4 separate regions of the Mus musculus genome follow, and regions 2, 3 and 4 are each linked to region 1. A link is a contact called in public Hi-C and HiChIP or PLAC-seq data. All regions are on one chromosome and are shown on one strand. The core of a region is the stretch at or near the end of the contact, and the rest is flanking DNA. Distances in the headings are between cores, read along the strand shown. Region 1 has its middle 31 kb from the start of Gm30588. Region 2 overlaps Runx1 (runt related transcription factor 1). Region 3 overlaps Runx1 (runt related transcription factor 1). Region 4 overlaps Runx1 (runt related transcription factor 1).

Evidence for each region. A called contact is a pair of places that touch in the nucleus more often than the background predicts. HiChIP or PLAC-seq counts read pairs in DNA pulled down with a chosen protein or histone mark.
Region 2: a contact with region 1 is called in a FOXA1 HiChIP or PLAC-seq map of pancreatic cancer cells. The contact joins two enhancer-like sites. A contact is called at or near these places in 1 of 15 datasets of contacts at CTCF or cohesin (large pre-B cells), 5 of 484 Hi-C or Micro-C datasets (the N1E-115 cell line, Th2 cells, bone marrow-derived macrophages and 1 more), 5 of 115 datasets of contacts at active chromatin or transcription factors (the 230-238 cell line, T-cell acute lymphoblastic leukemia, embryonic basal ganglia and 2 more) and 2 of 9 other capture datasets (bone marrow-derived macrophages and embryonic stem cells).
Region 3: an H3K27ac HiChIP or PLAC-seq map of double positive thymocytes shows a contact between it and region 1, with 6 times the contacts expected there. The contact joins two enhancer-like sites. A contact is called at or near these places in 1 of 15 datasets of contacts at CTCF or cohesin (large pre-B cells), 2 of 484 Hi-C or Micro-C datasets (bone marrow-derived macrophages and double positive thymocytes) and 4 of 115 datasets of contacts at active chromatin or transcription factors (Th17 cells, double positive thymocytes, embryonic basal ganglia and 1 more).
Region 4: a contact with region 1 is called in a Hi-C map of double positive thymocytes, with 7 times the contacts expected there. The contact joins two enhancer-like sites. A contact is called at or near these places in 2 of 15 datasets of contacts at CTCF or cohesin (large pre-B cells and thymocytes), 6 of 484 Hi-C or Micro-C datasets (the G1E-ER4 cell line, bone marrow-derived macrophages, double positive thymocytes and 2 more) and 4 of 115 datasets of contacts at active chromatin or transcription factors (T-cell acute lymphoblastic leukemia, double positive thymocytes, fibro-adipogenic progenitors and 1 more).

The regions. Positions count from the first base shown.
Region 1 is chr16:93,289,875-93,297,825 of GRCm38.p6, forward strand. No RefSeq gene overlaps it. Among named protein-coding and RNA genes, the nearest start is that of Gm30588, 31 kb to the left of the region's middle. Within about 2 kb of position 3,242, at least 98 of the 459 cell types and tissues checked have an H3K27ac peak or open chromatin away from gene starts, as enhancers often do. A contact at or near this core is called in T-cell acute lymphoblastic leukemia, Th2 cells, bone marrow-derived macrophages and 2 more, where this site is marked.
Region 2 is chr16:92,615,622-92,623,572 of GRCm38.p6, forward strand. The region is part of intron 6 of Runx1 (runt related transcription factor 1); the gene reads right to left. Among named protein-coding and RNA genes, the nearest start is that of Gm30224, 23 kb to the left of the region's middle. Within about 2 kb of position 4,945, at least 171 of the 459 cell types and tissues checked have an H3K27ac peak or open chromatin away from gene starts, as enhancers often do. A contact at or near this core is called in Th2 cells, bone marrow-derived macrophages and pancreatic cancer cells, where this site is marked.
Region 3 is chr16:92,737,963-92,745,913 of GRCm38.p6, forward strand. The region is part of intron 2 of Runx1 (runt related transcription factor 1); the gene reads right to left. Among named protein-coding and RNA genes, the nearest start is that of Gm30281, 20 kb to the right of the region's middle. Within about 2 kb of position 3,554, at least 17 of the 459 cell types and tissues checked have an H3K27ac peak or open chromatin away from gene starts, as enhancers often do. A contact at or near this core is called in double positive thymocytes, where this site is marked.
Region 4 is chr16:92,764,381-92,772,331 of GRCm38.p6, forward strand. The region is part of intron 2 of Runx1 (runt related transcription factor 1); the gene reads right to left. Gm30281 (a long non-coding RNA gene) reads left to right here. Exons shown (of 2, transcript XR_385060.3): 2 at 2,761-2,860. Among named protein-coding and RNA genes, the nearest start is that of Gm30281, 6.1 kb to the left of the region's middle. Within about 2 kb of position 3,276, at least 16 of the 459 cell types and tissues checked have an H3K27ac peak or open chromatin away from gene starts, as enhancers often do. A contact at or near this core is called in T-cell acute lymphoblastic leukemia and double positive thymocytes, where this site is marked.

The sequences.
Region 1 (7,951 bases), core at 1,992-4,491:
CAGTAAAAATCTTTTATTCAGTTGTGGGAGGACTAAAGAGGTATTTACCTACAGTATCTTCCTGGTTTCCCTCAAACTTTCCCATGAGCGTATAGAGTGAACATCTCCAATGTACCCAGAGTCACAACTCAAAGTCAACATAGCGTGCCATTAGATGGACTCAAGACACAAGCATTTATTTTCAGACACAGGTAGGAAGATGTAGGTATGTAGGACACTGCATCACAGGCTGTCTAAATCAGTACTTATCAGTCAATTTAGAGATAAAATATACATTGTCACATTAGTGAGTGCTATAAAACTGTACTAATGCAACACTATTTTAAGATCATGATAGCACAGCTGGGAGACAGCTCAATATCTGAAGTGCTTGGCACACAGAAGGACATGAGTTCAATCCCCTGAACCCATGTGGCACGATGGCCCACGCTCTGGGCACCAGCACTGTGGAAGCAGAGCAGGCAGATCCCTGGAGCTCACTGGTCAGCCAGCCTTATCAAATCGGCAGGCTCCCAGCCAATGAGAGACCTGACTGTAAGAGCAGGGTAGAAATGAGAGAGATGGTGCAGAAGGCATAAAGTACCTGCCGTATAAACACTTGGAACCCCAGCATGTACGTAGGGAGCCAGGCACAGGTGTCTGCAACCCTGTCACAGCTGAGGGAGGGGGAGGGAGGGAGGGGTGCAGTGTCAGGCCACAGCCCGGTGAGCTCTGGGTTCAGGGACAAATGTTTCTCAAAAGATAAAGTTAATAGTGGAAAACACCAGCCTCAACCTCTGGCTTTCACATGTGTACTTGCATGTACACGCATATACCTACACACTGTTATGCATGTGCCCATACATATGTGCATATGCACACACAACACACATACATGTGCAAGAGAGAAAGAGAGAAATACCAGAAATAAATCTTGTCCTAAAAGTTGATGCCCATTTTCTGACAAATATGACTTCTAGTGACAGCAAGTCAGGCTTCTCGAATAGGACAAAGATGCATGCTTATACTTCTAATTTGATGACGTTTTTAACACAGAGAAAAGATTCCTGAATAGCAAGCTGTGGCTACACATACACTTCTCATTCACTCTGTGCAGCCCTCCCCCTCCTCCCTCCCACTCTGTGATGTACTACACTGAATGAGTCTTGCAGCCTCGGAGTAAGGGATTCATAACTTTTGATTCTAGAAATCAATGAAATAAACACGTCGAGGCCTTGGATGCTTCTCTTTACCTCTGTGGACCTGTGTCTCCTCATCTCCAAGATGAAGGCATTCTAACTCCCAAGTGCCACTAAGGTCCCTGCATGTTGTCACTGATAATGGCAATGTAAATGCTGCATACCCATAACTGACTCAGGGCAAGCCTTGAGAACCCAGTAGAGAAGGATGAAGAGGGGATGGGATGGGGTGGGTGGGATGGGGTGGGATGGGATGGGATGGGATGGGATGGGATAGGGTGGGGTGGGATGGGGTGGGATGGGATGGGATGGGGTGGGGTGGGGTGGGATGGGGTGGGGGGGATGGGATGGGATGGGATGGGATGGGGTAGGGTGGGGTGGGATGGGATGGGGTGGGGTGGGATGGGATGGGGTAGGGTGGGGTGGGATGGGATGGGGTGGGGTGGGGTGGGATGGGGTAGGGTGGGGTGAGATGGGATGGGACGGGATGGGGTAGGGTGGGGTGGGATGGGATGGGGTGGGGTGGGGTGGGATGGGGTAGGGTGGGGTGGGATGGGATGGGATGGAGTGGGGTGGGATGGGGTGGGATGGGATGGGATGGGGTGGGGTGGGGTGGGATGGGGTGGGGGGGATGGGATGGGATGGGATGGGATGGCCCTCAGAATGGTGAGAAGCCATTTTTTAGAGCAGACTTCTTCATGAACTGTGAGACAGCCAGGGAAACAGATCAGCGCCTGCGAGTCACAAAATACCAGCACACTACGCAGCAAACCCCACTAACATCCTCTAATTGGGTAGAAAGTTGTAGAAAAGTCTAAAGTAGAGAAACATTTTCACAAAATTCTGCTTCCCCCCGAACTCACACGGTCACGAGGATGACAGGATCCCACGCAAGGAAGGAACACCTTAGGGATGTTGTAAGGGTTTTCACAGTAACTCTTAGAAGTTAGGAACCAGAACTTTTCACCGTTTTGCAGGGGGATTGAAATACAAAGTGATTTTTACAAACGTTTGGAGCTATCTCTCGGCGAGGAAAACACACCGTTTCCCTGTTTGTTCTTTCAATTTGCTCCACAGACCTTTCCCCCACACTGGTCCCAATAAATCAGTGCACTTCACCAGCACATTTAACGTTGGCCAGACTTTCAATTAGTGACTTTCTCCCAGGCAAGGCCAGCTATGGTCACACAGTTCTTTTCTTAAACTTCTTGCTATTCTCTGGCTCCCAGGAAGTGTGCACCTGTCAGCCAGCCCAGCCCCCACCCTCTCTCATTTTCTTAAAAGCCGGAACTCGGTTTCATTTTTCACTCTTGATTTTAAAGCGGTTGGAAAGCATGAAAGAGAAGGGGCCAGCAAGGGAGGTAAATAAATCTAATCACCGCGAAAAGGCGATGAAAGACCCGTGCCTACGTTTCCTCAATTTGTTCTTGAAATGATCCTTGCCACACTCATTGACTGAGGACCAGCTCTGGGTTCTCCAAAGAGAGGGTTCACGGAGCTGGGAACAAAAGAGCCAGTTCTTTTCAAACACCCATTGGAGTCATTAGTTCCCACCTTTTCCTCTTCACATTTCCAGGCACGGTTAATAAGTAGCTAAATTGACTTCTTTGAATCCTGTGCCTGCTCCTTTCTCTCGCCCACCCTCCTAGACGCATGTGGTTGCGCAGTTCATTCTTTAAGAGGAATGACACCAAGAAAGAAAGTCCTTGAAAAATGGCCACCAGCCACTTAAGAACTACAGACATTTCTAGTAAACTGAACAGCTAAACAGTGGCTGAAAGGGAGAAACGTAAAATCAAACTGGGCAGTGTGGCAGATCTTTCAAGTGCCAGGCTATGTCCCTGGCTCTTATTGTCCCTACGGTGGTCCCTACAGGACACTCCAGGCCTCCTGTAAGAACATACAACTGCCAATGCTCTTCTGACGGTTTTCTCTGGGGTGGTGATGGGAAGGCCTGAGGCGCTGCTGGCCAGGAGCAGCAGTTGGCCTCTAGACAGTGTGGACTGGAGGGCAAACAGACAGTCGTTCGGTCTTCAGTCTCACAGAGGGCAGCTGCTCTGCAAGCCTGTTCTGCTCTGTGTCCCAGAGACATGCCTTGCAAATGTGTCACTGACCACCTTAGCTTTGGGTAACACACAGCCATGGGAGAAAGAGAAATGTCTCCCCCTGGAGGACACACAGGCATGCTCGCTGCCCGTTGTATTAGACTTAGTCTCCCCCACACTCAGCATTCCACCCCATCAACTGCCTGGACCAAGCCGCGAGACCCACTGGAAGCCTTGAGGAAAGGGAGACTCAAGCCACGGATTCTTCAAGTTTCTTGCTGTTCTGTAGCTATATGATCTTTGTCCCTGTTGTCCTGGTTTCATTTCCTCCACCAGCAACCTTGACACCAGGGAAGGCCTGTCGCCTGTCAGAGGGAGGGGCAGAGGTCTTGCTCACTTCACAGGTCTCCTGCTGAGCGCATACCAGAGAAGTTCGGGAACTGAATTTCTGTTTGGTTCAAATTAGAATAGTCACATCCTAATAAGATTTACCTTAAAACTTTACTTCACTCTATGAATCACATAAGAACACGATTAAAACAGAATGCTTTAAGAAATGGTGCTCCAAGGACTTGGGGCTACAGAACTAGAACCTGAACCCACCCCCCAAATACTCAGTAATGGCACATACACCAGGGGCCATCGTGATAATACACTGACTGTCTACAATAGTAAAGTTGCTTACAAACACAGAATGTGACAAATCCTTTCTCCTAAAGGATTCTCTCTCTCTCTCTCTCTCTCTCTCTCTCTCTCTCTCTCTCTCTCTCTCTCTCTCTCTCTCTCTCTCTCTCTCTCTCCTCCCTCCCTCCCTCTCCCTTCTCCCCTTTCTTCCCTCCTCTGTGTTTGGATAGATACATAGATAGATGTATGATAGATAGATAGATTTATAGATGCATAGATAGACAGACAGACAGACAGATAGGTGATATGCAGACAGGTGATAGACAAACCGACTACATATGGTAATAATTGCAGCTTTTGCTTATCTCTTATGAAACATTTGTTTACTTTATGTCCTTGCTTGTTTGTTGTAGCACAAAAGAGTCCATCTCTCTAAGTGTATTCATTGCTGTTACAAATGGAGGGAAAATATAATTAACAGGAAAAAAATAAAAACTGTTATCACATGATGTCTTTTTCAGTTGAAAGGGACATACAAGGAGATAGCTGGCCATGGGACTGGCATCTCAGTTGAAGTCCAAAGGGTTTTCCTACCTCTTCATGGTAGACAAGTGGCCGTGACGACCCCACAGCCATACAGAAGTGAAGACACCGTTTCTGCAGGCTGCATGGACCTGGTTCGCTAAATTCCACTGAGATTCCCCCAGTCACCTGTCATTTCTAAAGATGCAGATGAGAAAAAAATTGTGTGGTGCTGCCTGCAGAATCACACCCCTCCCCCCTCCCCCATCCCATCCCCCCCCCGCACCCCCCCCCCACACACACTTAAAGGAAGAAAGCGGAGAGGCAGAGTCTGGAGGCTAACTTCCCCTGCTTCCGATGCTTCTCAGATTAATCTGAGAATGACACCACTAGGCTGAGGTAAGAAATGCAGGCAGTGGTGGCCACTCAACTCAGTACTTAAGGAGAATCTTCACATTATGTTACAAAGTAACATATTTACACCAGGGGTGGAGCTAATGTCCAAAACAAGCGTCCCCACCTATGATCATTCTGCTTGCTTGTTTGTTTGCTTGTTTGTTCTTTCATTTAAGACGTTTCAGTGACACAGACAAACATAATGAGCCATCTCTACTAAAAATAGAATGTTTCTTGCCTGGCCTGACTTGATGCTGATTTGTGGCGACTGGTTTTGAGGAGAGCAAACATCTTCGATACACAATCACTTATTGAGGGCCTGCGACACCCAAGGCCTGCTGCTGGATGTGCCAACTCAGAGGGACGTGACTCAAGCTGGTGTCTTGAGAGACTTTATTATGATACAGACATTTTTCCAAGATAAAAAATAAAATAAAATAAATACACAACTTTGTGTTTTTCCACAGCCTCTGAAGATTGATTTTTTTCCCCCAAATTCTCTGTAAAATGGAAATTCGGGGAGAAATTAAGATGTGGTTTTATTCACCATTGTTAACTGTGGTTTCTTACCATGGCAGGAGCCTTGGGAGTTTCCTCATTTGGGCCAGAAACAGCAGAGAGGTTCCAATCTCTGTGCTTTTTAAAATATGGTCTTTTCCATCTGTTTCTTAAAATTCTCTCAGCAAAGCAAGGTGATGGTCAGGGAACTGCTGTTTGATTGGACCTAACAGTGCTTAAGGCCAAGGCCAAATAGACCCCGAGGTTAGCTAAAAGGCAGGAATATAGGTTCCTCTGGCCCTAGCCTCAATCCCAAAGATGGAAATTAAAATAAAAACCAAGCCTCAGCTGACAATACCCCTGCCCATCTACTGGAGAATTGGGAGCTAAACTGTGAAAGGCCACATGAAGTTACAGGTCTAATCCACACATTTTCCATGTTCATACAAAGCAACCCAGAGAAAACCCTTCTTTCTATTTACATGGTGAGTGTAGCCCATAGACTAGACAAAGACATTAGAAAACTATTACTGGTTCATCTATATGTAGATTAGTTATTAATGCAAAAACCACAAGTAAAATATCATTGATGACTAGGCACTCAATACATGCTGTCTATGTATAAACTCCTCAGGATAGATAACAGAGTAATATTAGGAAATAACATTCACAGATTATTATATAAGAAAAAATGTATAGGAAACCTGAAATAGAACATTGAGGGGAGAGGGCTACAAGGGTAAAACTTGACAGCTGGAAGCATGACAGGAAAACCAAATTCATGAAAATGTGCAGGGTACAGAACCCTATAATAGGGAATCAATAGTGCCACCTTAAAGGGAGAATCCCAAGTCTGAGACATGACAAAAGACACCGGCTCCCACTGCAGCACCTACGTACCTAACCGACGCAACAAGGCAGGAAAAGGAATAACTGACAAACCACTAGAAAGCAAGAAATAGTTTACAGAGAGAATTCCAGAAGCTCAGGACTTGCCAGAGTGAAGAAATGGGGGAGACCAGGGAGGATTGATGTGTGCATTGCACATCTGCACATGCCAGGTTCATGGGCAACAGAAGGGCTGATACAAAGTTGCAAGGGAAAGACACACTGTTCTAAGTACGACTACCCTACTCAATGAATAAGTTTGCTCTTTGCCAGTGACAATGACAAACAAATTCTAGTTGTATTCTAAAATCAAAATTTTAACATTTATCGAAGGAAAACAGGGACTTGTTCCCTCATAGCTTTAAATCCTTTCTAAATCAAAGCAGGAGAAAGGCACAGCAGGGGAAAGAAAGACATTTGCTTGCTTGTTTGTTATTAAGTGCCCTCAAATGTGAACACTCACTGTTCACTTTTGAACAAGAACACTTAAAGACGAGTCGAATTGATACACAAGGAGGGAGCCTCACAAATCGCTTCAGAGAGACTCCTGTGGTCCTGTTGGTCAGCTGATGACCCTTAACCGTCATTCAACCGCAGGAACTTGAGAAAGACCTGCTCTCCTTTACTAAGATATCAGATCCTCACACTTTTGCCAAATATGGATGCTCTTCACAAGAATGAAAAGAAGGTTATGTTGGTGAGTTGCTGAAAATATTCACAGGCAACTAGAAAATAAACTACAAAGAACCGATAAATAATGTGAATTTCATGAACCGTTGAAGAAATGGGATTTAAGACAAACAGGGAGAAAGAGAGACATGACCACAAAATCATCAGACTGAATTTCCTAAAACATCTCTAATACCAAGTTTGGGGACGGGGTGTAAATGTTCTCCCTGCATTCACGTCTGACTGGTTTCCCAATTTTGCTTTATTTAAAGCAGTCTGGTTCCCGAGCTTCCAAATGCTGCGACCGACCCTTTAATACAGTTTCTCATGGTGTAGTAATTCCAGCCGTAAAATTATTTTGTTGTTGCTTCATAACTGTAACTTTGGTAGTGTTATGAATTGTAATGTAAATATCTGATATGCAGGACATCTGATCGGTGACCCCTGCAGGGGTCATGACCACTGCATGCTCCTCCTGTCTCACTACAGAGTCACCTGGTATTCCCCATCCCACTGCTGCAGAGCCCCCTGGTACCCCCACCCCCATCTCCCTGCTGCTTTATTTTCTGAGAGTACTCTCTAATCAACACCTTAGTGGGACCAGCGAGTCACTCAGCACTGTTTGAAATTGCCTTGATTTTGTTGAATAATTGTTTATTTCAGTCCCAAGGTTGGACACCCATCAGACGTTGCAGGGCTCTTCCTAACTTCTGTCTGGGACCAAACTTCCCTAACATTCTTTAGCTGAGCATGTGGCTTACATGGTAGGCTACTTATGTAGCACATATGAAGCCCTGAGTTCCATTTAGCAAGCCAAGCGTGGCAGCATACGCCTGTAGTCACAGCACGTGGAGGCAAAGGCAGGAGGAATGGAAATTGGAGGTCATACATTGCCGCGTGATGAACTCAAGAGAACCCTGAGAACATGGGACTCATTCAAAATAATAAATATAGTGAAGCTAAATAAATAACTGCTACACAAAGATAACTTTCCCCATAGCTTCAATTATGCATCCTCTTTGTCTATTCCTATCAAAGTGGTGTTCTCTGAAAAGACAGTGATGAGATACCACCCACGTCTAGCTCTGTTGGGCGATAAAAACTTAGGAATATTCCTGTACCTCTCTATAG
Region 2 (7,951 bases), core at 3,695-6,194, 670 kb before region 1:
CAGTAGGTGGTGGTGGTGAGCCTCTTCTTGTAATTTGGGTTGTTTTCAGCTTTTTAATGCTCTATTAAAAACAAAAACAAACCAGAAGAGGCAGGGAAATACAGTGCATTCTGCGTTTGTGGGAGAGGTTCTATCGTTGTTAGGATGGGAGGGGAGGTGGGGCTAGGAACACAGGAAAGTTAGAATCATAACAACCATATTGTTGATTGCCTATCAGAAAAAGGAGCTCTAGGCCCATCGGTTTGCTGAGAGGGCCAGTTGCCCTAGACCAAACCTCCATACTTCTCTCTCGGCAGAGAGATGATCTCTAAAGCCATCCAGTGGCAACAGGGGAGGCTCCCCGTTCAAATTAGTCCAACTCATCTTTGCTATATGTTGCTAGAGTCAGGGAAGAGTCGTGTAGGGGATGGGAGGCGAGGTGTAGGTACTTAAAATCGTAACTGTGTGCCTTCTGGGAAATGCCACAAGGAGGGATTAAACTGGGAGCTATCCAGAACAGGCCACAGGCTGAGAGAGTCACCGTTAGGCATTCGGCAAAGTGCAGGTGTACTAGTCTTGAAGGAGTTGCCTCTGGTAAGCCAATCCATCCAAGTGAACAAGAGTTGGTTAAACATATACCGTGTGCCAGGCACAGGAAATGTGGCCAGTGATAGTGGTGACTAGGAGCCACATGGCCCCTGCCTTGGCTCATCAGGGAAAGGCTTCTAACTTTGTGATGCTTGGAAAGGTTCCTTCCTCATGCACATGTCAGCACACTAAGAGTTGCTTCATTCATTCATTCATTCATTCATTCATGCATTCATTCATGCATGCATTCATTCACCCATTCACTCATTCAAACACTTGTATATTCATAGGCTGGGGAAATTATTTACTTGTTCCCTCATTCATGTTCCCACAAATAGTTTTGCTTCACCCAGGCCCTAGTGGTAGGGATTCACTAGTAAATGGTTTTATGGTCTTTACTTTGTAAGACTTACAGACACGGGATGATGTAAAGGTTGAATGGAGGCTGGCTGCTAAATCACATGACTAATTTGGACTTGCAAATGTCTGCTTCCAAGGTAGAGGCAAGGGCAGCAGTGACTTTTGTGACATGCTTATGTTCTGCAGAGGGGAGGAGCAGGGCAGGAAAGCATTAGGATGTAAGTCAACCAGATTTGGGGTTGACTCTTGCCTCCACCATAAATTAGCTTCAGGCAAGACTTACATTCTTCTGACTAGCAAGAGTAACATCAAGAAACAAGCAAGCAACAGGAAAAAGACCTGTCACAATATGTGGCCATCAAAAATGGTTAATTAATCTGAGTGATTTCCATGATTGCATTGCTAAAGGAAATTCAGTCCTGCCAAGAGACTTATCTGGTAAGGCAACACACACTTGAACTGGGGTGGGACTCAGGTACTACTGGAGTGCTTGGAGCTGAGTATCTTGAGAAGAGGTAGGCTCTGGGGATTAGATGCTGAATGAGTAAGGACTCTGGAATTTCGTGACACAGAGAAAGCAGGAATTCGGTGTTTTAATCAATCCATGCTTCTGTTTTTAAAAGCACCAGAAAAGTTGAGCCTTCTGTATGCTGGTTGTTTTTGTTTTCAGGACAAATGGTTTTGATGAGATTACATGACCAGGCCATTACAAATAATAGATAAGAGGGGCTCCTTTTACATCCCTGAACCCCATTCCCTTCCATTTGAAATGGAGGTCAAAGATAAGGGGAAAGGTAGGGAGACAGTACAAAGCACCATGACATATTTCACTCAGGAAAAGAATGTCTTAAAGGTACCAACATCAAAACATCTTTAGAGTCCACCATGACGCTGCCAAATAATTCATACCAGAGTGGCCTGCTTCTTCCTTTTTTAGCACTAAAATGTAAAGAGTTTTGGAGTTACCATTCTTGTCCTAAGAACAAGGAAAAAAGTAGAACAGAAAATCTGTGACTTTCCTGTATCTCCCACAGAATTCTAGCAGGAAAGCAGGGCACCACCCAAGTCCTGGGAGGCAGGCAAGCATGTAAAACCAACCCAAGGTCTGTTGATTAGAAACAGAAGCTCATGGAAGTACAACATGGAGATGTCACAAGTTGCTGGAGGCTGAATATAGACTGATAATGAGAATACAAGTCTGGAGAGCTATAGTACTGTCCAGGAGAAACATGTTTGTGGCCCAGGAACTCAACTGAGTTCTCATGGTTTCCCATCTTATGGTAGACTGCCAACCAAAGAGCTTTAAGCATAGACTAAAGCAGAGTTCATGGGAAACTCAAAGACAACAAGGGAGGAAGTAACAAAGACACTGGGGGAACTACATGCCTTTGTCAACTATAGCTTTGTAATCATTGAACCCAACTGGACGATCACAGAAAACTCACACCAAAGGTCTGAAGGGAACAAAGTGAAACCAACCCAGAGTTTTATACCCAGCAAAACTATTCTTCCAATGCAAAGGGAAAAGCAGTACATCTTCTGATGAAATGGAAATCAATGATCACCAACAGACATGTTTAAAGGGCCTCAGACAGAAAGAAAATGAAATGGACCAGAAACTTAGATCTTGGGTGAAAAGGAGGTCATCCCAGAAGAAGTGAATCAAATAAAATAAAACCCATTTTCTATTCATAACGGATCTGAAAGTTAACTGTTAGAAGTGATAACAGCCACAATTTGTTGGACAGTTACAGCATAAAGATCAAGAAAATAATTGGCAATAATGACAGATAAGAAAGAAGTGATACATCTCAGCAGAGTGGCGCTTGTCCAATACACGAGCTTGATCCTCAGGACCCACATAGTGGAAGGAAACCACTAATTCTTGTGAGTTGTCCTTTGACCTCCATATGTACAGCACAGCACACACACACACACACACACACACACACACACACACACACACACACAGACAGGCACATACACATGTACACACACAGAGACAGAGAGAGAGAGATAGACAGACAGACAGCACACACACAGAGACAGGCACATACACATACATACATACATACATACATACATACATACATACATACATACACAGACATAGAGACAAACAGACATATACATAGAGAGAGACAGAATCATATACATATATACACAAAGAGAGACAGCAGACACATACATAAAAGAGAGACAGACAGACAGACATGTACACACAGAGAGACAGACACATATACACACCATATACACACATGCACACATACACACACACAAAGAGAGAGAAACAGACACATACACGCACAAACACACATACACACACACAGAGAGAAGGGGAGGGGAGGGAGGGAGGGAGGGAGGAGGAAGAGGAGAGGGAGAGGCACACACATATACACAGAGAGAGACACTAAATTTAAAAATGTAAACAAAAGTTTAAATATAAGTAACATATAACAATTAAGGAATAACATTATTTGATTGTGGGCTTAGTTTTTAAACTCTACAGCAATTATTGAAGCAATTTTAAAATATTTATTTATTTATTTATTTATTTATTTATTGTTTAATGCATATGAGTGTTGTATTACTTGCATCATATCTGTGTACCTCATGCTTGTAGTGCCTAGGGAGACCTTAATCGTGTGTTGGATTTCCCTGGGATTGGAGTTAACAGACCGCCTTTAGCCACTAGTGGTTACTAGGAATCAAACCCAGGTCCACTGGATGAGCATTCAGTGCTTTAATGTCTGACCCAGCTCTCTAGCTCCCACAAAACTATTTTAAAAAAAAAATCATTTTCCTACCCGATAGGCAATAAACAAGCTAAAATGAAGTCACATAAAATGTTTCATTCCATTCAGAGGAGGCAGGAAAGCCGGGGGTGGGACTAAGAACCAGGTGCAACAGGCATAAAAGTTAGACCATGGCAGATCATAATCCAACTGTATCTATAAAGGTGAATTGTCTAAATCTACCACAGAGGTTGTCAGAACAAGCTACAAATAAAACTTAACTACCTGACGCATACAAATGGCTCATTTAAATGTAGATTCAGATAGGGCAAGCATAAAAGGGTGGAGAAGCTGTGCTAACACCAATCCAAGGAAAGCCCGAGTTGCTGTATCAAGTTTTCTACAAAGCCGATTGAAGATGGAGCTTTTCAGGGATAAGAGATAAGTTACGTTATGATAGTACGGAAAACCAAAAATACATTTTCCTTCACAGGTGTCCCGTGAACAAAGGGTCTCACTAACTGCAATACAAGGAAAAGCAGACAAACCCATCCTTACGGCAGGAGACTTTAGCACCCTCTTCCAGTCACCGATAGACCATGCAAGCAGAAATTCAGACTCGGCTGACCTGGACAGTATCAGTTTGACCTACAGAACACCGGTAGGCCGCTCCTTTCTTCTGAGGCACACAGATCACTCGCTAAGGCAGACTACACTTGAGGCCACAGAAGACTGCTTGGGTTTGAAGGCATAATCATACAAAGTATTTCCTTAGGCCACAAGGACTTAAACTAAAACCAAACAACACTCTCCCCTCCCCCGAAAAACAAAACAAAACAACAACAAAAACCAGTAACAGAAATATTACTTAGAAATCTTCAAAAATTGGAGATTATCTGGAGATGCCATAGCCACCAAATAAGAGATCTGAAAAGATATGTCGACTGTCAGTTACTTAATGAAAATGAAAACACCAACATTTAGGGACTGGAGACGAGGCAGCTTTGGAAGGGAAATTTCTGGTTCTGAAAACATATTTGAAAGGAAAGCCAGAACGCCAGTAACTAATGCGTATGGGGTGAGGAGGGGGAAAGAATGCCCCACACCCGAGGCAAAGAGAAGTAGCCGTATCTAAAGTGATCAATGAAGCTCACTCCAATCAGAAGAGTAAATAAATGTTCCTGTTTCGAAAACTCAAAGCATCCCGATTCAGCCTTGTGCCCTCCCTCCCTGTCCAAGGAAAGGACACGCGGGGACATCAGCCTAGTTCACTTGAGCCTTTGGTGGCCCTGGCACCTGACCTCACAGCCTGGGTTTTCTGGGTCAGGACGTTGGGGCTCTGCTGTAGTCAGGGCTCTGTTCCTTGAGTATTTGGCGGGCATCTCTAAAACAACAAGCCGTTCACCCTCGATCCATTGAAAATAAACAGTGGGCCATGCAATGCAGGGCCACTTGCTTCTTAACGCGCAAAATCTGCTCTGAGAATGGATAAACCCAAGGGGCCTGTTCTGGGTTTTTCCTTAGAAGACTCCCCCTCTTTCTGCAAGGCAGAAGGCAGAGTCATCCTCAGGGCGCCCTCCCAGTGCAGCTCAGTCATGGGTAGCTGGTGTAATGCCCTCTCGGATGCCTCAGAGAACACAACAGGATGTGAGTCAGGACACAGAGATGTTGAGTCAGTTTCCAGGGTGATGTGTCAGGGCGAGCCCCAGGGGAGGCTTGCACCTTCTCATTTGGGACCCTTGTGAAGAAAGACCCAGGATACCTTGTGTAGGAAAGTGGTGGCGCCCCCAGATGCTTGGAGGATGCCCCACCCCCACCCCCCACTCTGCAATGTCAGCTTTCACAGCCCTGGTGTTGGGCAGGTGACCCAACTGAAAGGCTGCTTGCCTCTGGTGGTTTTGAGCAGTGTTTCCTTTGGCTTCTGCGGTGGGCAGTAAACCCACAACAGCTCCAGAAGTCAGAACAGACAGGAGTCACCCCAGAGCTCCTTCCCCCAACCCCCACTCCCCAGGTAGCCAGCACTGGATTAGCATCGCCTAAGCACACCAGTGAGAACCAGTGATAACAGGAGTCAGTTCCCACCAGTTCTGGATCCTGGAAGAAAAGAGGGTTGTGAAAGAGCCCTGGGATTTGCCAAGCATTTGTCTCCCACTGGCTGCAGACATTTTGGTTAGTCATGTGCGTCTCGGCTGCGGTCACTGTTCCAACGGTTACTTTGAAGGGAGGCATCCAGAGTGAGCCAGGATGGAGACCTGCCTGGTAAGGCTGTTTCAAAGGCCTTCGGGGTCTGAGGGACCCATTCTAAATGACATCTATAGACCCAGGAGGTGACAGGCCACCTGAGAAAGGGAAGAAGGAATTGTGTGGCTTCATCTCCTGTTCCGGTACCCAAATTCCTCACTCATCCCGGGGAGGCCTCCTGACTTTGTGGTCAGGATGCTACAAATCTGAAATGCTTATTCCCAACATCAGGGACACTCCTAACCCCGGTGGCTCGCCCCAGAATCCTTTTCCTCCCAAATCTCTGTTTCCTCATTTTTTAAAAATGGGGTTGGGGGGTAACCAGACTCACCTGCCTCCCAGGTGTGAGAGTTAATTAATGTTTGTGGTACAGCTTTGAGATCCACAGATGAAAGGCTCTCTATAAATGCAAAGTGCTATTCCTCATTAGAGCTGCCAGACAGTTCCCAGGGGAAATAGCTCAGCCCTCGCCACGAGGGAGGCCTCTCCTCTCAGCCAGATCAGTCTGAGACAGGTCTGGAAAGGGCTCTGTATTTAGGCAGAGTCCTCCCTGTGCAAGGGTTCAGGGATAAGTCACCCGCTTCTAGAAAACACGCTGTTTTCATAACACCTCTCATTCTCCGTTGGCACCGTCTCTCCTCCAGACAGAGTGGCCTTTGGCGTCCAGACAGAACTGTGCTTCTGAGGGCACCAAAGGCCCCGTCTGGTCTCTGCAGTGTCCTTTCCTGCAGATAACTTATTTCGCCGAACTTTGTTAAAGAAGCCCCACCCCGACTCCTCACCGCACTGCACGAGCTGCCTGCACCTCTGACGTCCACTTATGTTTTCTAGGCCTGTAGTCAGGCTCAGCCACCATGTGGCAGGTGCCATCCTAGGAGCGCCTGCTGAATCATCCTCTCCTCCATTGCTTTCTCCTCTATAGAGTCTCGAAAGGCTGAGGGTAAAGATGACTTCCTGTCCCCAGCCCCCAGTGGTTCTTCTCCAGCCTCATATTCGTCCTTACTCCTCCCTTAAATAAGGTGAGGAGAAATTCACTGTCAGGTGTCAGAGGCCCCAGGTAGTTTAGTTTGGGAGCTTGGGCTCAGCCCTTTGTATGGAGGGACAAGACTGTCACTCATACAGAAGCTGTTGACACCTCCTGTGGGAAGCTGCGAGTGAGCGAGCGGGAGGACCTCATGCCTCTGGGTGTCTTACAGAGTGGAATGTACTGACAGTAGCACACACTGCAGGCTCTATTCATGTGGCTCAGGTCAGGGGATGTTGGAGATGTTGGTCCGGGCTGCCTGCAGAAGGTGGCTTGTTCTGTCCAGCTTGCTCTGGGCTGCTGCTGGGTCTTCAGGGGAGCACCAACTGTCTTTTGAAAACTGGATGCAGTAAGAGCTGGCCCTTGGGCGGTCACATTAAGTGAACAGCTGAGACTTTATGAGGGTCCTTAACATGCCTTAGGGTGATGGTAGGCACCAAGAAAGGAGTGGCTATTCTTCTTTGGAATTGCAGAGGGTGGTGATGATGGATCTATTATTACCTGTACAATGTCAATCAGGGCCCAGCCTAGATTGAAGTCCGACCTAATCCAGGCTCTATCAAGCCACTAGGTGGCTTTGTTTCCTTTGGGGGGTCACCGCTACCTGCGCAGCTCCCAGATCTCTGTGCCAAGGGCTGTCACTGAGCCTACACTCGGGACCCTGGTGGGAGAGCAGAGGTCACCTCTACCCCAGCCCCATGGCCTGTGCGTGCTCAACCTTGTAGTCTAGCATTGTACTACTCACTTTGTTAAATGTTAGAGCTGCTTGGGAATTTCTAAGGTGGCTTAACGGACAGAACTCAGGCCCTGTCCCCTGTGTTCCTCTGACCAGGGTATTAAGCAGAGATTACAGCGTTCATTCTTCCGCAGAGTATTAAGAGAAATTCATATTCATGGGGACAGAAAAGAAGATCCAATGCAATATCCTCTAGAATATTCCCCAAAACAGAACAGATGATGCCGGTTGTGCTGTGGCTTGTACTGGCTCCAGGCATCTCTAGTATCTGGGTACCGCTCCACTGTT
Region 3 (7,951 bases), core at 2,304-4,803, 550 kb before region 1:
TTTGGCAGGGAAAACTTGGCTGTGTACTGTCTACAGTCCAACACCCTTGACTTCTACCAACTAGAAGCCAGTACGATCCCCTGTTCTGATGCCACATGCAAAACTGTCTCCAGATGTTGCCAAACGTCCTCCTCCTAGATGGGGACCGTGGAACAGGGTGTTCCCAGGGGAGCCAGTGTCCCATCCATGTGTTAATGCTTCCGATGAGACTCAGAGGTTAAGGATGATGGATGCTCCCACAAACATCAATGTTCTTGGTAGCAGCAGGTCAACATGACAGTCTTTGCTAACCTTCAAGCGCACAGCTTTTCGGCTCCAACCACACGAAGAGAATAACATGGCGGGCAAGGGCTGGGAAACCACCCTTTCCTGTCTTCCGAGTCATGATACATATGTGAGTAGCAGTGTAAACTGATTTACGACCTGATCGCTATTTGTCCACATACATCAAATAAAATTTGAGCCTCGAAGCCACAGGCTGCCACGATCATCCCCCCACGCCCACGCCCTGCTCCTGTGAGACAGCCATCCAGAACTCTGCCTCTCCGCTGCCTTTTAAACAATGGCCTTCTGTCATTTCCAGAAAATGTTTTAAATTAGTATAAAACTTGGCTAAATTTAGCTTTTATAGAAGAAAGAATAAAACATAATTAACTGTTTAAAGAAGCAAACAGAAACCACATGAAGGCATCAGACTCGCTGGCGAGGAATCTAACAGTAGTGCCTGGTAGCAAACCCATCTCCTGGGCAACAGATGTTCTCACATTTAAATGGAAACAGGGTCGGCTTTCCCTCCCGTGGAAGGCGTTTGTGCTGAGAGGCTGTGGACTCTACAGAGGAGGTGAGCTGTCCAGGTGTGGTGTGCCAGTGCTCCAGTGGGAGGGAGACAGAACTGTCGGGACCCTGGACTGGTCGAAATGTCTCAACGTCACAAGAGATATTGTCAGAGCAAATGCGTTGAGGGTATGTGATGCTTGCTAATGTCTGACAGGTGGGCAGGAGAGTCAGCACTGGATTCTAAAGCCCTCAGATGTCTCAGATTTTAGCGGAGCATAGAATATCTTCAGAATTTTCATAGAAGTGCTTGTCAGTTTAGAAGTTCCACCTTCATCCAGGCTATTTATGGTGTTTTATTGGGGAGAAGGGGGCAGAAGGTAAATTTGATTTAAAGGCTGAAGTGGATTCTCTGTTTCTTCTTCTTCTTTCCTTAAAAAAAAAATCCTGCCTGGAGCAGAGACAAAGGGTCCTATTGTGCCCTGACCTAGGCGTGCGGTGTCTCAGACAGAGGCCTAGCCCAAGGCGCACCGCATCACACACACATGGACCCAATCTTTGTCACCTAATAAAGACTCATTGAATCAAAGGGCAGGTTATCATTTATTCTGTAGGCTGACTAATGCACCATTCTTCCTTTCAAGCAGTCTTTTCTGAAGACTCAAACAATTAGGCTTTATTATTGTTGCTGTTGCTGTTACTGTAATATTTTAAAAACACAAATGGACCTGGTAATGTGCCATTGTAACAGGGTGGCTGTAGGCAAAAAAAAAAAAAAAAAAAAAAAAAAAAAAAAAAAACCCAAACCAAACCAAAATAAAAAAAAAAAAAACACAATAATCTATTGTTGTGCTGAAATTCTCTGTAAATGGTGGTCCCTGGGATGTCTCTGAAAACCCAGCAGTAACTTAATCCATTCATTTCTCTTTTGTTCTCCAGTGTCAATGTTCCGAGCCCTGGGCACACCTGAGAGAGCTTACCTCTCCGCAGTCACTTTAGACTTCAGATCAACCTATCTCATGGAAAGAATCGTTTTCCTCAGTTTAACAAATCTGAAAAATGGGCTCTGTGTGGATTAATTTTTTTTCTTAGTGTCCAGTTTGACCACTGGCTGCTGAGAAGGCCCGAGAACAAACAGAAAGGAGAGTCATGAGCTACTCCCTGGGTGCGGGAAGGAGAAAAGGTCCTGATAACTCGGCCACCCCCTTCCATCTCTCTCTTATTTTTCTGTAGAAAATACCAGCTGGGGGTTTTACTTCCTTTCACAAGAGTTGCACCCAGTTTGGCTCACGGACGCTGCCACAGTCTCAGAGAAATTAGGGGTCAGACTAAGCGCCTCCTTCTTTCCATGCCTTTCCCAAACATCTCAGCTCTGCAGTCATGAGCTGCTGAGGCCTCACACCCTGCAGGCAGCCCGCATTTCAGCTCTACAAGGCTCTGCTCCAGAGACTCACAGTCTCTAAAGTCACGGTTTTGATGAGCAGGATCAATTAGTAAGCCATGAGTCAGAGGCGGTATTCACGCTGAAAAGCTCGTCACGCCAGGACAGATGAGACCGCACGTGTGACTTTATTCTGAAATAGTCTCCCACCAACTGTGTTTCTGAGGGAATAAACCTTGGTCCCTTTCTCATCTCTATCAAAACAGAAAAGTCGGCAAGTCCTCTCTCAGAACTTAATATTTATCTCAACTATTCCTGTTTCTAATTTAGGGCTAAATTAGTTCTCATTAGAAGGAGAAGTTGGAATCAGTTTCTTCCCTCTTGAGCCTGAGTTCTCCTAGCCTGACATCTTGCTGAGGCTCCAGCGAGACCGGCTTTGTTTATCTCCTCTCAATTTTGTCTCTGCTCCGAATTCACTCTCCTTGTCTTTGATTCTTGGAAATGAATGCTTTCCTATACGCGGGCATCCTTCTGACCTGCCAAATACCACATCTGTCAAATGCTGAATAGACCTTGTTTAAACAAGAGGGTGGAAACTCAGCCCTTCATTAAAATCTCTAAAGCAAATGCTACCCTCTTTCCTCTCAACACATTTTTTTTTTTGGTGTGTGCATTCGATATTAGCATTTAATAATAATGTCTCACTACGTCTTGGCCCAAAGTGCCAAATGGAAAGGCTTCCTGATGACAACCCTTAAAGAGACAGCCAGATGATCGCCCCAGGAAGCATGGTGCCGGTTTCACTGCTTATCTGGCCAAACAACGAGACCAAAAGAAGCTGTACATACCCTCCTGGCCAGAGTAATTCTGAGTTCTTTTTGTCTAGATTCGATTCCTCTGAAAACACATTCCATACTCTGAATGCTGTCTTCACCAAAGGTCTACAGGTGGACTGTTTGAGTAGATCAGAACTAACTCATGATCATTTGATGCTTCAGATAAATATGTAAATGGTGACCTATAGTGAGAACCCTAATGGACCTTATGCATTTCTATAAGATCATCACCCAAAGGAATCACTCATTAAATAAGGTAACTCATCATTTAGCTGCGGTCAATGAATACACTTCCCTTCTCTCCAAGCTACGGAGTAGACAAAGCATCTGATGACCCGACTTTATCCTCCTGCCTCAGTTTCCTTCTTGCATGCTCACTCATGGCTTTATCTACGGCCGAATTGGACACCGAATGGCCTCTGTTGGTGAAGATCATCCTGCCTGCTGTGACACATGTGGCAAGGGTACCCCCTTTCATAGCAGGAAACGTGTAAGAGAGGATGTGCCCCACCAAACTGAAGTACAGCTGCCGTGCTGGAGTCGAAAGACATAGAAGGCTCCTGTCCCCATGTCAGGCACCTCAAACCGACAGCAGCTGGGCCCCAGAGTTCAGCCTTGTGCACCAAGGAGTTGAGCTTTATAACAAAGGCACCAAGGATTCTCTGGGCCATAAGAGGGGCTGGCTGGCAGGGTTTATCATCTGCTCAGCAGTGTCTCAGAACACATCTGCAAGAACAACAGCCTTTGGAAGCAGAGCTACACATCACAGGGATGCTAGACCCGAAACAAATTCTACACGGGTGTTTTTTGAAAATTCTGGAACATTTCAAGTTCTATGATCTTTGGATCACTCTGTTTCCAGGTTTTGTTTCTATTGTTTTTTTTTTTTAAAGTCTTCTTCCCAGAGAAGTGCTTTCAGACTAGGCCAGCAGTTGTGCAACTTAACCGAGCTATGCCTCTCTCTTTAATATTTGCTTTTGTTTTGAGTTTAAAGAGAAATCAGCAGCAATGAGAGAGCAATGCTTCAACTTCATTATGTTTTCTGGATTCTTTACAGTGTCAAAAAATAGTGTTAGCATCTTTCAGCATACAGTTAATGCCAAGTGCTCTTGCTTTGCGCGTCCAGGGGATGGGCACGGGCTGTGGAGCTGTGGAAGGATGCCCGAAGGTGGCTATTGAGAACCTTGTGGAATGGGAGCTGTCAGTAGAACAGAGAACCATTAATGATTTATGAGGCAAGTTAATAATGCCAGCTTCTATAGAAGGACAAGCCCAGAATTCTTGGACCATCAGTAAAGGATTGCCTGTGGTCTACCAAGTGGCAAGCATTCATTAGTTCTTTAGTGTCCCAGTTAAATGAGTTTTACATTCGTCATCAACATCTAGAATTTCTCAAACCAAGTCATAAACGCACAGGAAGAGTAAAATAGTACAAGAGGAATAATTATGATGATTTTAAAAGTTGATTTTCTTTGACAGGACAATGTCCATATTCTTGTATGTCTAAGGACAATAAATTCAGGCATGTGGTAACCTTAAGATAGGGATTATAATTATAAACAGCTTGCACCAAATTCTTGAACGGGTCTCTACATCCTAAATCAGTGGAGAGAAGACACCAGGTCTTTTTGTCCTAGGAGTGTGAAACTTGCTAGCATTTCAGGGATCTCACTGTGAGCTCATTTACCAAGCCTTGGGCTTTTCTTCTCCCGCAAACAGGAACATGAAGGTCTACCTCGGATTTTCATAAGGAGGCAGAGGAATTTTCTGGCCCTTTAAGGAGTGTTGATTAGTAGGCGTCTCTTCCACCAGGCTCATAACCCTTTAATTTGTGTTTCTGGTTTGTCCAAGAGAGATTTGCCCTTTTCAACTTAAAATGAAATAAATGCAGTCCACATTTGCCTCCATGAGAGCGATGACCTGATACTATTAAAATACCATCTGAGAGAACTGGAAATACTGGATCCTTCCACCACGTGAGGATTATGGGCATCACTGCACCCAAGAGGCAGGAACGGCCCTCCTTCAAGTCTCTGAGTTCTGGTTATCATGCTTTCTCTAGCCTCGGTCATCTGATGAACGTAGCAACAAGCAAAGTTTCCTTCCAGAAACTTCACCCAGTCAGGACAGATGCTATCCCATGTTGCCCGAAGTCATGGCAGTGCCTTGGTCTCAGACAAGAATGGCAGAGGCTCAGTGATGGACTCGTAAGCTCATGGGAGAACTAGATCTACCCATGAGATATTGGTCTAACTCGATGTGGTGGGAAAACCAAGTGAGGATTAGAGTCCATTCAGGTGTGTTCAGTGTCTTGCTGTGCTAGGATGCTACACTGAGGACCAACAAGGCTGGGGGTGCCGCTCCCTGTGTGGAGCTCTAGATTAACACATAGAGGAGGTCCCGTGCTTTAGCCCCAGCATCTCACAAGCCAGAGGTGACCATCCCTATAAGCCTTGTTAAGACATTAAGCTCTACTATATAGCAAGTTCAAGGATAGCTTGAGATAGATGAAGTCCTTCTTCAACACACACACACACACACACACACACACACACACACACACACCTGAAAAAGCAAAACTAAACCCTAAGCCCCAAAGAACCCCCTTTATTGTTTTAAGCAAGTTTACAGTTTTATGGTAAGCCATACTCATAGCCATCTTAGGCTACATGCAGCCCTATGTTGTAGGTTGAACACTCTTGGTGCTGTCTGCTCCTTCTGCCTCAGAGACTTGGGGCAGTCTCCTTTTTGCTCCTGAGTTCCCACACCTGCCTTCTATCTCCAACCACCACATCTGTCTTGGGCTAGCCATCCTGAAGCCTATGTAAGGACGTCTGGGAACTAACTATGTGTCTACCAGCCTTGGGCTTTCAGTCAGCAGTGCTAGGCAGTTCACCATCTCTGCCCCCACCTCCTCTCTTTCCTAAGGTAAGAGGACTAAGCGAAAGTAGACACGGTTGAAAGTGAAAGGCAAGCCTGAGGCTGACCTGGGTCACACCTGTGGAGGGAGATCTCTGCAGCTGGAGACAACATCAAAGACACCAGCCCCAAGTGCGACTTTTCCTTCTTCCAGAAGGTTCAGGCCCTCTGCCCAGCAGTGCACCTCTTTACAGTGCACCTCACAACATGACACAGAACAAAACCAACTAGCTGACACCTAAGACTATCTGCCCACTCCCCCACAGGGTTTAACCTCTCTGAGCATACTGCAAGCCTGACAGTGGGACACACTTGCATGAGGTTCGAGGACGAATACTTGCCTTGTGATCCCCAATGCCGCCTGCCAGCCAGTCTTTCAAAATCCTTGCTTTCTCTGTATGCAAACTCTTAGCAAAGAGCCCTCTTGCATGCCAGAGCATATGCTCGGCAAGAGATGTTAGTCTCTGTTTGCCCACATTCTTTATCGAGGTCATTTTGCCAAAGCCAGATAACTGAAGACGAACGTGTGGAATCTAACTTCTTAGTAGTACTTGAGGCTAAAAATAGTTCGATTGTTTGATGTTTAGCTATAGATGGTGAGTCTCTTTCTTTCTTTTTTTATAAAGTCTGGAGGATTATTTAATGAGAGACACGTGTGGCAAGTCACAGCATGCAAGCTTTCTTCATCTCAGCAATGCAGAAAAATTCCTCAGACTCTGGGTTTGCCTTTGGAGGGCATTCTAAACCATGCAAAATATGGCGTGAGTTCTCAAGGAGGAGGAGGGGGTGGAGGGGGAGGGAAGACGAGGGGAAGGAGGAGGAAGAAGATGGGGGATGAGGGGGATGGGGAGTGAGGAAGAGGAGGACACAGCTGCGGCTACAAACTAGATGAGACTCTCTTGCCACCTCCATCCAATCATGAAAGAATCTGAGAGATTCAAATGCTGGAGATGTTCCGGTACTGGGATGCTCAGAAACCATTGTCCAGACCCCTACCCTGGCTGAGGCGAACCTCTCTACTTATAGGAACAGAGTGTGAGAATAGACTCCGGCATATGTACACTTGTTAGCTCTGGTGATTCCCCATATATTATTTATATTCGGTTTTCTAAGGCATCACACTGTGTCTCTCTGGTCTTCTGCTAATATGCTCACACATTAACAAGTGACCTATCCAAATCTGCCCACTCATGACTCAGTCTAGGGCTGTGCACATGTAGTTGTACACATACGTCCACTTAATTGGTCCATGGTTCGGGTTTCATAGTCACTGGACAATCACTTGCCAGCTGCTTCAAGGAGCTCACACCTTCCTCCACTCCACTCCAAGTTCAGGACCAGGTGTCCATTATGGCTAAGAGCTAGTCTGGATTGGGCTTAATTGACAGCTCCATTAGTCTGATGAACACAAATGGCATCAAACACCAGGATCGGACACAAATTGAAGATGAGAGCTCCTTTGCATCCACTTGGGAAGGCAAACAGGGATTTTTAAGACAGACTAGTGAGGACAATTAGCAGGATTAATGGGCTCCCCAGTAGGGAGATGACACCAGATGCTCTCTGCTGCACAGTTCTGTGCGCATTCCATAGCAAGTCCCACTGGCTTCAGAGCCAGCCCACTGCATTCAGTAATGGTGCAACCTTGTATCTCTAAACCAGTAGGCCTGTATGTGGGCTGAAACCTTGGGTCAGGTCAAAGTAAGTTTGGTCCCTTGCCTCCCGTAGCAGACATCCCCAGTGACTGTAAGCTCAGAAGTTCTGTGGAGTCATTAGCATGACTTCCCTGCCTATTGAGCAGCCTGAGAGTGATTCTGGCTTTTCACACATGTCCCTCTCTCTGCCTGCACCAGCACACTGCATATCTCCAAGTAACTGGAATATATAGAGAGAGCATAAATGGAAGATGTCCACAGGGAAAGATCAATCATGTCACCAAGATCCATTTCTGAAGAAAACAACCGCAAATGTTTTAGCGAATATAAACGAATCTCACCCTGGTCGTTCCACTGTTCTGGGTTTTATGACTATGTTTTTTTCA
Region 4 (7,951 bases), core at 2,026-4,525, 530 kb before region 1:
CATGGCAGGGAGCATGGTGGCAGGCAAGCACGGACCTGGAGCAGTAGTTAGGAGCTTAAACATACAGGTCCACAGGTAGCAAGAAGGGGGTTGGGAGGGTAAGCCTGCTGTGGACTTTTGAAACCTCAAAGCTCAACCTGTCCCCCCATGCCCAGTGACATACTTTCTCCAACAAGGCTACACTTTCTTATATTTTCCAAATGGTCCACCAAACTGGGAGCCACGCATTCAAACATACAAGTCTATGGGAGCCTCCCACATAGTCATTCAAACCTTCACATTTATCATTTGGCCACTTTGATGGCACATTATTACCCTTTTTACTCATCATCTACCTATCATGTATCCAGCATCTACCCAACCCCGACTCCATTCACATCCCACCTATCCTTCCATGGCCCTTCATGTGTACCTCACGTCCTGTGCTCAAACACAGTCTTTGTTGAGGGGGAGGTGAGTGTTTTGTCTTGGCTGAGTTGAGGAAGAAGCTGGGTATATCAGAAGTTAGAGCTCAGTCAGCAAGAGAGCAGGAGACATGAAGATAAGAGCCGGCGGCAGGGCAGGGAGGTGCACCTCTTCCCTGAGGCCCCCGATTGCTGCAATCAAACCTCAAGCACCACGTATTTTACAGAACAAGCATAACGACATGTTGTGTGGTTCACCAGTGCTTTATGAAGGGTTTCTGTGGCTGCCCAGATGAGGCAGCCACTGAGCCGACGGGCTCTCTTGAAAGAGCCACTTCTGGGACATCATTAATGACCCATTGCGTGCTGGTAGGATCACTTACAGACCTTAATCTCCTAACTATGGCTTAGAATACTTTCCCCTAAACTCATTAGCAGTCTATCATTGAGCATCATGTGACACTTTTACGTCTCGCTGCTTGGCTCTTTCTGTGCTTCATTCACGTTAGTAATACCCAGATTAGTTCATTTTCACCAGTAAAAATGGAAATGTCACTGTCTATTGCTTGGACTTTCAGATATTCATAACATACTGAATTAGAGAGCCCAGTGTTAATTTCTCTCTCTCTTTCTTTCTCTCTCTCTCTCTCTCTCTCTCTCTCTCTCTCTCTCTCTCTCTGTGTGTGTGTGTGTGTGTGTGTGTATAGGGAGATGTACATTTGGTTTTGGGCTCCACATCAATACTCTAGAACAAAAGATCTCCCAATTCCATCATAATTAAATAAGTAGAAGTTCTTACTTGGCTCTGTGCCAAGACGCCTCTGCATGCGAGATCAATTCTATTTACTGGCCCCATTTGACCCTTTTTATTCTCTACATAAAGACAGTTGTCACACGCAAAGAGAAAACAAATGAAACACCCCAAAGCAAACACATGTTCCTAAAACGAGTTGGAAATCTAAGTCTTGTTTGTTCCTTGGTGACATAAACTGTGTGGCCTCTTACCAAGGACACTGGCTATTGAGAAGACTTCCACAGTGAGTCTATGGTGAAACTATAACATTTCCCCCGATCAATCTTGTGTAGAGCCGGTGTTTATGCATCTGCCTTATTTATTATAGACTATAGACTTCAATGGCGAGTAAAGACATGAGTTTGTACTTAAAGGGAAAAGTGGTCTGGGATTTTGTATTGATCAGTTCTGCAGAATGATGAGAGTTCACCTTGCTGCTGGTGGAGCTCAGACTGTGCAGCCACCCTTCACCAACCTTCCCAAGCTGTCTCATGTCGCCTCAAAGATTAAACCCGTGGGTTGAGGAGCCTGGGGCTACCTTTGACCCACTTCACTTTCAGCGATTTTCTGGGTCTTGCCATTAAATACGACTTTACGGTAGTGATCAGTCAGCTCTCACCTCCTGAGTTCTTCCCTTAGACTCACTGACTTAAATCTCTGAAAGATCGTCAAACCTTGTATTTTTCATGCGAGTCTCCCAAACCAGTATAGCCCAGACTGAGTCCTGACGCGGACAGATTTGCTAGCTTGCTGGATGTCAGCCCCTTGTAAGTCTTTCTTCCTAGGTTCTTTGGTGTGGATCTGTGCAGAGGGAGGGCACAGATGTGGGAGGCTTCCGTCCTTGTCCCCCAGTGTCCTGATAGACGTTCTCACTGTGGCACCCGTGACCTCAGAGTGCACAGGTGGGTGCAGGTTTTGTCTGTGGGTGAAAAAGATGGACAAATTGCCAGATGTCCGCCTTTACAAGCTCCTTGACCTCACATACTCTCTCCAGGAACTGGATCCAGTAGAGTCATATGTGGAGAATATTTGTGTCTGGATTTTTACATCACCACAAGGCTGAGCTATTTTTAATAAGCCGTTCGTTTCCCCTAGAAGCTTTCAATGTAATCAATGCCTTGTGGCAGTCTCAACACATCCTTTCTCATGTTTCTGCACACCAGAGCATCCCCAGTGAAGGGTGGGAGAGATGGCTCGGTCAATAAACTGCTTGCTGTGAAAGTCTGAAGACTTGAGTTTGACCAGCAGAACCCACAAAACGTCAAGCGTGCTGGTCCACACGTGATCCCAGCACTGGGGAAGTGGAGCCATGCAGATCTAGGGCTTGCTGACCATCCCACCTAGCCTACTTAGTTCTATGTCCCAGAGAGAGAGACTCTGTCTCAAAACACAAGATGCGGTATCTCTGAAAGAGTGACACCAAGAGTTGACCTCTGACCTCCTGGGCACCTGTGTGAACACCCACCCCTCTCTGCACACACTCCTCCCATGGAGGGAAAACTGGTGTTGTGTCAGTCCACGTTTGTGGGGGCTCCTAAAGTTTGTCCATCTTCACTATTTCAGGGATACTGAAGACTTGGGGTCTCAGCCTGGATTATTCTCAGAATGACTGCAGATTTCTTCTCTGCTTCCTTCTGCATGCGGAACTTTTAGAACAAGCTCATTTTCATTTTGTTGTCGTTGCCCTTGGAAACATCCATGAGCAAGGAGATGAACTAATTCCTGATGCTTCTTCTTTCCATGCTTGATGTTTCCCAGTCGTGTAAATCATTGCAGAAACGAAGCTACTCAAGCCCTGGGTCTTCACAGGCAGACTCAGAAGCACCCCCTCAATGCTGGCTGACCCGAGGTGCCAACGAAGCCCAGTCCATATTAGCTCAAGCTGTGCCCAAGCTCTGCCAAGGGAGCACTTCTGAAACTGGGGCAGACTTTGCATGAAACCTCATTTTCAAACTGAAACCATGAAGAAGGAAAAAAAAAAGGTGGTTCAGTGTGGTTTTTTTACTCAAAACCAGGTGAACCTTTGTGGTTCAGCCAAGTTTTGACTTGAAGACAGAGAGGGCTCGCCGTGTGTGGCTGGGTCTCGTTTCAGCTTTCATGTTCCATTTGGTTCTATTTCCCAGACCTGAAATCTTGGGGTCAAAGGAGGGTAGAACATGAATAAGATGAGGTTGGCATGAAATGGGGTGCAGATGACAGCAACCTCAGCTTTCTAGGGCCTTACGCGTTTCTGTCTGCCTCCTCTTCTCTCAGGACTCCTTGGAAAGATCTTTCAAACAGTCAGACTTTTAAAATTATTATTAAAGGAAGAGAGCTATTGACACCATACAAAAATAGCTAAGGTGATTGGCCTCTCGTTTATGCTAATGAATCCATTAATAAATCTGTTTTTGTAGCTCAGTTGTTGAAAGCATGGAGGGAAACATTTTAAAGCAAAGGGTGGTGACATCACACATGCCCGAATTTCCGTGCTTTAAGTGTCTGCCCTGCAGCACGTACATGAACTTGCCACATTCTTAGAATGAATCTTGAGAGTTTACAGACAAGGAAGCTAAGCTCTTAGAAATTGGATGGCTTGCCCACACACTAAGAGAGAAAGCATGCAGGTATAGTACAGGCTAATGCCCCTTACCTGAGATACTTGGAAGCAAAAGTGCTTTGGATTCTTTATATCTAGAAGATTTGTGTATATATAATGAAGTATCTAGGACTGACTTAAGACCCAAATCTAAGCACGAATTTTACTTATTTCTCCTTGTATACACAGGCTGATAGTAATTTCATTTTTGTCTTAGTATCATTTCTACTGCTATGGAAAATACCCTGACCAAAGGTGGCTTTGAGGAGAAAAGGGTTTCCTCAGCTTACAGCTCCAAGTTACAGTAGGCCATTTTGAGAAAGTCCAAGGTAGGAACCCAAGCAGCTAGTCACACCACACCCACAGCCAGGAGAAAAGAGAGAACATATGCATCCTTGGTGTTTGCAGTCACCCAGCATCTTACGCAGTGCAGAACCCCCTACCTAGGGAATGGTGCCGCCCAGAGGGGTTGACATTAGTTACCACTCGAGACAGTTCCCACAGACATGCTCAGAGGCCAACCTGATCTAGACAGTCCCTCAATCGAGGCTCTCCTCTCAGGTGATTCTAGGTGGTGGGAAGCTGACAAATCCTAAACACTACAATGTGATATTTTCCAGACACATGCATTTCAACTCAGTAAATGTTTGGCGTTTTCACGTAAGACAGGGCAGGTCTATGATATTGGATTGGGAGTATTTCAGATTTTCAGACTGTTGACATTCTACCTACACCAAATAGATTACCAACCAGTTGATCAATGGTAGGGGAAAATTCCTCTAGATTTTGACTTCATTCCTTCTATTTGCCAAATTTCTGTCCTACAGAAACTTTTTAACTTGTCAAGCATACTACAAGATACACTTAAAGCCATAACATCTGGGTAAGGGTTGCCGAGTACCCTGGGATCTCCTACAGGTAGCTCTATGGGGAAAGGGATGGTGGGGAGAGAAGAGGGGAGAGGGAGAGAGGGAAAAGAGGAGCAGGGGAGGAGGGGAGAGAAAGGATCATTTCCGTTTTTGAAGGCAGGAGGGTAGAGATGTCAGAGACTGAAACGTCTTTGTAAGGCAGTAGCATTTGGGGCTCTGAAGAAGACGGAAGCATCCTGGAGTTCAGGAAGAGGAAAGAGAGTCTTGGAAGAGACACAGGCTGGGAAGAACAGGGATGTGAGAGGCACTGGAGTGGAGTGTTTATAGTGAAGAATTGCAGAAAGTAAATCTTGGAAGAGAATTTGGGCCTAAATCACAAGGGATTTACTAAGTATTCCAAAAGCATAAATACCCATGTTTTCTATTAATATGCATTTTAGTGTTCAAAATGAAGTAAAATATTGGAAAAGTTTCAGGATCCACCTACTGTTGAATCCCCTACTCTTCCCAAAGATCAATCATTCATTATTCCCAGGAATGGAGATTTGATTGACATGAGGCTGATAGACAGGAGTGTTGTTATTTCTCAATAACCTAAAGTTGGAGGCCTATTTATTGGAAAAGCTGCTGATTTTGTATGCTAAGAAGCATCCTCTGAAACCCATCTCTAAAGGGTCATCTTTGATCTGGAGCTGAGAATATAAGTTCTGAGCCAGTTGCCAATCTGGTCAATTTAGTCAAGTCATTGACTCCAATCCATTAGCCAAAGTTCTAATCGGATGGTTCATTGTGCCCAAGTTATTGCTGGCTGCTTCGCTGGGAAGAATGGCTGAGATGCAACCCCTAAATGGACTTTGAGCCACCATTACAACACAAGCATTTGAGAGCTGGGGTAGTTAGATATTTGTTGTGGGTTTGAGCAGACATAACTTCACTCTAGGCTAAGACACTGCAATCAATGAAGATGCAGGAAAACACACTAGTACTACCAGACTGTAAACCTGTAACTGCATAGCCTAGATTCGGTGTCTGTCTGAATAATATTCTCACCTGGCCCAAAGTTATGGAAGACACGCTGCCAGGCCCTCATTTACTCTAAAGTTTTGTTGTGAGCCCACAAGGCAACACCGAAAATACCCAGCGTCTTCCTGGTCTAGGGAATGCCTCACGCCAGATGCGTCCTCTGTGAAAACATTCTCAATAAGCAGGGACTTACTGTGGATGAGGGCTCTGCTCTGCTGGGTTTCCACAGAATTCCACAGTCAGCCACCCATGTGGGCAGAGGAGTGGGGGTGTTATGGTACTTAAAAGCAGCAGAAATGGACATGTCTCCCTTTTGACTGACTGCCTGTAAGTACAGAACAGAAACCCAGTTCTTAATTTATACTTTTGCTATTATCTATACTTTTTTTCAGGAGGGAAAAAGATACTGTCAGACTTAAGGATTTTTCTTTTTAAACTCGAGCGAGCAACAAGATGCCTGGGCAAGCATTAGTAATTTGAAAGAAGACTGGTTTATGATTGCTTTGTGTTTTGTCTGCTCAGATGTCTGTGTATAACTTTTGTAGAGTGCCCATTGAGGTCCAGAAGGAGTCACATCCCTTGGAAATGGGTTTACAGACAGTTGGGAGCAACCGTGTGGGTTCTGGGAATCAAACCTGGTCCTCTGGAAAAGCATCCAGTGCTCCTAACCACTGAGCCATCTCTCCATCCCCTGAGCATTATTTTGTTTTGCTTTGTCTCGTCATGTGTCTGCCACACTTTCATGCTTTTCACGATTGTTTTTCCCAGTCCGAAAGCAACAGTTATTTTTTTCCCTGATCTTTGCTGCTCACTTGTGAGCCAGATCCAGGCAACAAAATCCCAGCATTTATGAACAGCCATAGAATAGCTTAAACGGATAGACGGAAAATTCTGCCAGCTCTGATAAACCATGAGCTGCCTATTATTTAAGTCTCCGTCTTCTTGAGGACTCATTTTTCGTGTCCAGAGACATGTTCTCCTGAGCCACCCGGATGAAACATTTAAAAAGAGAGAAAAATGTTTCAGTGACCTCAGAGTCTCCCTTGCCAGAATTTTCAGACAGAACGGGACTTTGGTCTGTGCCGAGCCAGGCAGGCTCCTTGTATTCCAGGAGACAGATTACCATTCTTTGTATTGACGAGGGTCAGATTTTCGTCCTTGTGGGCTGAGCTTCCAGTTCTGAGATCTTCAGCTACGCATGGATAACTGGAGCTGCTGAGGAGTCAGGACCATTGCTAATATTCTGGGATGTCTCCCGTGACCCTACAGCCTCAGAGATGACAGAAGAATCCAGAATCTCTGCTTCGAGACACGCTTTAAGCGTTATTTATCCACTGGGGAATCCTCTTGAGCCTTTCCTGTAAGTCGTTGTCTTACTGGTTAATATTTTTTCCCCCTGTTTGTTTGTTTGCATAGGTTGATAATCCAGAGGCTAGTGCCAAGCATTCTGCATAATTACAATTCTCAACTACCTTTATTGAGAAAAGTCTGCACTGTGTTCAGCCAAGTGATTTATTGGGGAATGACACAGGTACATTTGTGGCTTAGAGGTGATGATTTATTTTCAGACAGACCTGGACAAATAGATGCTAATATCAAACCACCAGACCAGCATCCAGTCTGCCTGGAGGGGGATATTTCTCCTTGTTTGGCTGCCGTCCTTGATTGTATTTTACCTATCTGTACCCTGATATTTTGATTACCTTCCCTGAAGATATATAGAGTAACAGATCTCTTAATAACAGGGATATGTTCTGAAATATGTGCTGTTAGGGAAATCTCATTCTTGAGCGAGTGTCATAGGGTGTAGTTGTACAAGGCAAGACAGATTTGGCATTGCTGGGCAGTACACAACCTCAAGAGACCACCATTATACACATGAGATCTACTGTTTACTGAAACATGGCTAGCTATCACGCAATCCACCATCATCTGGTAATCTATTCAGCATCGACATCTGGCTTCAGCTCCCATCTGTTCTGAAGTTCATTTGATCATGGTCTGATGATGTGTTTTTAGAGACATGAAAAATGTAGGTTGTGAAAAGGTGGGCTGAATTGCTATTTGCAGTCCTTTCTCCTCTTGCTCCCCAAACAATAGAATAGAGAGAGTACAAAGGGCAGAACTGAGAGAGAGAGAGAGAGAGAAAGAGAGAGAGAGAGAGAGGAGAGAGAGAGAGAGAGAGCGCTAGTCACACCTACTAGAGCTCTGTGGACAGGCTCCCTTGTCCTGAGCACAGGTCTGCCCCTGACAGCACCTGGCCTAGAGTTCTACTTACGCTATG